Linked DNA regions of Mus musculus: region 1 is linked to region 2. Evidence: chromatin contacts called from public Hi-C data. All regions are on one chromosome and are shown on one strand. The core of a region is the stretch at or near the end of the contact, and the rest is flanking DNA. Distances in the headings are between cores, read along the strand shown.

Region 1 (2,700 bases), core at 130-2,629, 290 kb before region 2:
GAACTATGAAATACGGAGCCTTAATTTTGTACAATAAACTTTTATTTGTATTCTGTTTACTGGTTTATTGTCCTATCATCAAACACTTATTTTTGTACAAACCTGAAAATGTGTAAAACTCAATAATGGCGTTTAGGTTATTTTGGAGCAGCTAATGATACAGAAGTTGAAGGGAGCAGATTCCAGCAGCCAGTGAGCAGCAGCATGTTAATAGTAAAATGATCGCCCTGCTGTGAGTAAACAGGACATTTGCTTCTGTCCAAAGTACAGTGCTTTGCTGGATGGAGTAGGGATCACACAGTATTAGTGGCCATGTGATAGCAGCTGCTTACTGTTGTCTAGAAAAACAGGAAATAAAATTGCTGCCTGCAGTGTGAAAAAAAAAAATCTGTAATGGCTGGGGTCGGAGAGATGGCTCAGCAGTTAAGAGTACTAGCTGCTCTTCCAGAGGACATGGGATTGATTCCCAGCACCCACACGGCAGCTTAAAACTGTCTGTAACTCCATTTCCAGAGAATCAGGCTTTCTCTTAGATATGAATGCAGGCAAAATACTCATACATACACACACACCAAAAAAAAAAAAAGTAAAATTAAATTTGAAAAAAAAAATATGTAAAAAGCTTTATAATTAACAGTCACTGTATAGCTGCCAGCTTCCTGATTTATCTCCATCTCTTAGACTTTTGGTTTAATTACATTGTGTTTCTCTGGGTGTATGTGCTGTGATGTGCCTCTGGAGATGAGAGGACCTGTAGGAGTGGGTCCCACTTCTTCCACCGAGACTGGGCACGGGTCAACAGGCTCAGCAGCCAGCATCCTTTACTGGCTGAGACATTTAACCAGCCCCTTTTTCATCATTTTGACATTAAAAAAAATGCCTACAGAGAGCTGGCCCCACCTTTCGTCTGCCGTGAGGTGGTGTGGGCACAGCAGGGATGGCTTCCCACAATCCCTTGCTGGTTTTAGAACTCAGTAGAGCAGGCTATGTGCCTGGACTGGCCAGCACTGGTGGTGCCAGTGCAGGCGAGCCCGCCCCGAGGGCATGAGAGTGGGAGAGCTTGCCCCACCCCTTATTGGCTGTGGCACTTGGGTAAGCTAGCCAGGCAGGCAGGCTGGCCCTAGTGAGATGGGTATGGGAGAACTGGTGGGCTGACCAACTCAGCTCCTACTCAGGCCCAGATCCAGGGCTTAGGGTTGGCCCACCCTAACATCTACCCCTTCTATGAACTACTGGGGCATGTGAAGGAGCCAGTCCTGCTGAGCCAAAGCTGCAGGATCTCTATGACACAGATCAACAACAAGATATCAGAGAGGAGTCCTGGTGGAGATCCAGTACTGGCAGTGTAGCAGAAGCCAGAGGCCTTGAACCAGACCGCTGAATGACTCATTACAATGAACGTCTGCAAGTGAAGGGGGTTGGACAAAAAGGGTGTATGACACTGTGACACAGTGCAGCTCCCATGATGAGATTTTTGTTCTCTTATTTTTCCTTTGGCGGGGGCAGGGGTCACAGGGGCGGAAGGCAGACACAAAGGGGCAGGGACATGAGTGGAATTGGGGTGCATGATGTGAAATTCACAGAGAATCAATAAAAAGCTTTTTTAAATTACTACATATAAAGTTTCTTCTCTCTAATCCTCTCGTTCGCATCTGTGCCTAGGAAGATATCTTTACACTGAGTCAACAAATACTGACCTGGCCTCCATTTCTCCCCACCAAACTTATTTATTTTCACAGCCCCGGGCCCGGCAGTGTTCTCCCCAACCCCAAATTACCTGGCAGACAGTACTATTCTAGTGATTTAAGGGCTTTTCACATAAAAAGCCTTGATCTTGCTGGTGTGGCTTACGATCAATTCTGCTTCTTGCTACAGTGTGGAGGGGATGGTGCTTTGGAGGCAGGGTTTCATGTCGCCTAAGCTGGCCTTGCCTTTATTAAGAAGGGGAGGATGACCTTGAACTCCTGACCCTCTGGCTTCCACCTCCCAAGGGCTAGGACTAAAGGCATGCAGTGCACCACTATGCCTGGCTCAAAATACACAGAGTAGAAAGACTTCTTGTCTATCGCGTAAAACAGCTGGGTGTGTTGTGTATCCTTGTGATCTCAGGGCCAGGGAGACAAGCGGATCTATACAGCTCATGGGCAGGTCAGCCAGCAGAGCATACTTAGTGGGTTCCAGGCCAATGAGAAGTCCTGTGTTAGAGTAAGGTGGATAGTATCCCTCAGAAGTAATACCTGAGGTTGTCCTCCAGCCTCTACACTCCTGTCTCTGTCTCTCTCTCACACACACACACTCCACATGCACACATGCACCTATATGTGTCTATATGTACATATATGTCTTCATCATTCAATCACCTAACTGCAATCCTCATCTCTTAGGCATCCTGGAACAGCGATGGCAAACTTCAAGGGCCATGCTCTCCCAGGGAGCTTCTTTCTAATAGTGGGGCTGTGGTGGTCAGTGAAGTACCCACTGAAGTACTTTCACCACAAGGGCTTGAAGAATAACAGACTGAGCCGTCAGCAGGAGCGCATTGAGATCATTGAAGGTGCAGTGAAGACTCTGTTTGCAATCATTGGTAAGAACAGAGTCATTTTCTCTTCACATCCAGATCCTTCAACCTACCTCCCAGATCCTGTGAAATAGATGTTTTACTAGCAGAGATAATAGGACAGGGTCTAGATGACTGCTAGT
Region 2 (2,826 bases), core at 243-2,742:
AAGCACGCTGACAACCATTTTCCCAGCCTCCAACTGAGCAGAGCTGTGCCTAACCTCAATGGCATTTTTTAGGAGGCAGCACCACGTGCGTATTTACAGTTATGTTTAAATTATGTATGTACCAAGTCCAAGATGGAAACCTGGGAGACAAGAAAAAGATGGAAAAAAATTTCCCAAATAATTTATTATATAAGGGGGAGATAAAGCCTTTAGGATCCAGATGTTGCTACTGTGTGTGTGTGTGTGTGTGTGTGTGTGTAGAACTACATAGATGAGGCTAGCCTCAAGCCCACAGCCATCCGCCTCCCCAGTGCTGAGATTACAGGCATAGTCCTGGCACCACAGATTGCTTATGCTCCTCCTCCTTGTGTGACGTAGTGCGTTCCTGAAGCGCATGCTCTCCCTGTCTCTCTGCGCATTCTTGATTCGGGTCTCCTTGCTTTATATCTACAGCCTACTTTTTCTCCTAGGATGTGACCTTGTTTCGGTGGTCCTGACAGGTGAGTACTGGTTAGCTGTCTTGTAAGATATTCCACTGTTAAAACATCACAGTGTGTGTGTGTTGTTTGTCTTATAAAAGCCTCCCTGGGGATTATATAATTTTTTTTTACTTTAATTTCTTTATTTGGGATCAAACCCCAGACACACTGTCTTAGTTAGGATTTTACTGCTGTGAACAGACACCATGACCAAGGCAACTCTTATAAGGACAACATTTAATTGGAGCTGGCTTACAGGTTCAGAGGTTCAGTCCACTCTCATCAAGGTGGGAGCATGGCAGCGTCCAGGCAGGCACGGTGCAGGAGGAGCTGAGAGTTCAACAGCTTCATCTGAAGGCTTCTGCCGGAATACTGACTTCCAGGCAGAGCTAGGACAAGGGTATTAAAGCCCATGCCCACAGTGACACACCTACTCCAACAAAGCTACACTTTCTAATACTGCCACTCCTTGGGCCAAGCATATACAAACCATTACACACACTAAGCAAGTGCTGCTCTCTGAACTAGAGTTTTATCATAGACCCCCCCCCCAAAAAAAAGAAAACCTCATTGTCCACATAATGTGGACCTCAGATTTGTTATACAGCCAAGTGCCACCACTCCCGGTTCATATACCTTCAAAGTCGACCTTGAAGCTTCATGCTTGACTGGTGGACTCTGTCCAGTTTGGATCCCAAACGTTTCCCTTAAGGCCTGTTTGTCAGGGTTGACCTCCAGCATGTGCTACTGTTGTGAGACCTAGTATGAGGAAGTTAGGCCCTAGGGGAAGTGCCTTGGGAGATACCCTTGGGCCTTCTCACGCTGCTTAGTGGTCTCTAGGAGGTGAGCAGATCTCTGCTGCGTGCTCTCCAAGTGTGATGAGCTGTCTCGCCACCAGGCCAAGTGACTGGACTGAAAGTACCAACAGAAATAGTTCTTCCTGCTTATAAGCTGTTCACTTGGTGTTTTGTCACAATGGTACCAGGCTGACTAATGCACTCTCTTACTATTTTTTAACTTGTATTTTGATACCTTGAAGTGGAGCAGTTGGAAAGCCTGGTCCTAAGGTCAGTGTGTTGCAACACTGTACTTAATGATCATCAAAGCTAAAAGAACATTCTAGATAATGGTAGTAGCCCCACGGGTAGCATGTGTCAAAACTTAGATCAGACACATAGACATCTTACTGTGTCTGGGATTCTGCAGTGCACTTGTCACTTCTCTGCTGCTGTTAAAAAGTACCCAGACACAAAAACACTGCGAGGAGAAAGGCTTTGTTCTGGCTCGAGGTTCCTGAGGTGATGAAAGCCAGTCAGGAAGTCGAGAGTGGACAGAGATAGTCAGGTTATGAAAACTTGGAAGTTCAGCCACTCGTGGGTCCATGCCTTTAATTCTGGCACTTGGGAAGCAGAGGCAGATGTATCTCTGGTAATTCAAGGCCAGCCAGAGCTACATAGTGACACTCTATCAAAACTAAATCCCCGAGGGTTAATCCCAATGACGTACTTCCTCCAGCATTGCTCTCTCTCCTGAAGTTCCTATAACGTTTCTACCCAGCACCAAGAGCCGGGAGCCAAGTCTTCCAGCACGTGAGCTCATGGGAGCACTTCATATTTAAACTGCAGCACCCTATAAAGCTGTCTTCTAATTTTGAAGGCAGAACAGGCTTGGAGGAGTGCCTGATTAGCATGCATGATACCCTGGGGCCCATCCCTGACAGCACCACATAAGTAAGGCCCTAGCCTGTGCTCCCAGCTCTGAGAAGGCAGGAAGATCAGAAGTTTAAGGTTATCTTTAGCTATGTAGGGGGCTTGAGGGCAGCCTGGGCTAGAGGCCCTTTCTATAAACAAACAAACAAACAAAGATACGAGACCCTTTCAGCAAATCAATCAATCAATCAATCAATAACAGATAAACTAGAAAAATGGCTTAGTGATTAAGATCACAAACTGCTCATGCAAAGTATCCGTGTTCAATTCCCAATACCTTTTTTGAGCAGCTGACAACTGCTTCTAATTCCAGTCCGGGGGAACTCAGCATTTCTAGCCCCTGTAGGTGCCCAAGGCTTGAGATTTCAGAAGACTTCATGCCATCCCCAGTGTCCTCTCTGCCTCCTGTTTGTGGATGAGGAGTGAGCTCTCAGCTGCTGCCGTGCTTTTAGAGATCTAATGTCATGGACTCGGGCCTCTGAAAGCACAAGCCTTCCTTTTCTAAGTTGCCGAGGTCATGGTGGTTTGTCACAGCAAGAAGTAAGCTGAGCTCCTGGAAACTCCACAGCCTTAAACACTGTATCAGGAAGTGACTCTATAAAGTGTTTTCTTGGTCAAGTCCAATCTACTTAAATATA

The links. A called contact is a pair of places that touch in the nucleus more often than the background predicts.
Region 1: a contact with region 2 is called in a Hi-C map of liver, with 2.5 times the contacts expected there. The contact joins two enhancer-like sites. A contact is called at or near these places in 1 of 484 Hi-C or Micro-C datasets (liver), 3 of 115 datasets of contacts at active chromatin or transcription factors (embryonic stem cells, pancreatic cancer cells and stem cell-derived neural progenitor cells) and 3 of 9 other capture datasets (adipose tissue, liver and pancreatic islet).

Annotation. Positions count from the first base shown.
Region 1 is chr9:31,431,205-31,433,904 of GRCm38.p6, reverse strand. Tmem45b (transmembrane protein 45b) reads left to right here. Exons shown (of 6, transcript NM_144936.1): 2 at 2,385-2,584. The coding sequence starts at 2,401. Among named protein-coding and RNA genes, the nearest start is that of Tmem45b, 32 kb to the left of the region's middle. Within about 2 kb of position 1,379, at least 53 of the 459 cell types and tissues checked have an H3K27ac peak or open chromatin away from gene starts, as enhancers often do. A contact at or near this core is called in liver, where this site is marked.
Region 2 is chr9:31,144,182-31,147,007 of GRCm38.p6, reverse strand. No RefSeq gene overlaps it. Among named protein-coding and RNA genes, the nearest start is that of St14, 14 kb to the right of the region's middle. Within about 2 kb of position 1,492, at least 53 of the 459 cell types and tissues checked have an H3K27ac peak or open chromatin away from gene starts, as enhancers often do. A contact at or near this core is called in liver, where this site is marked.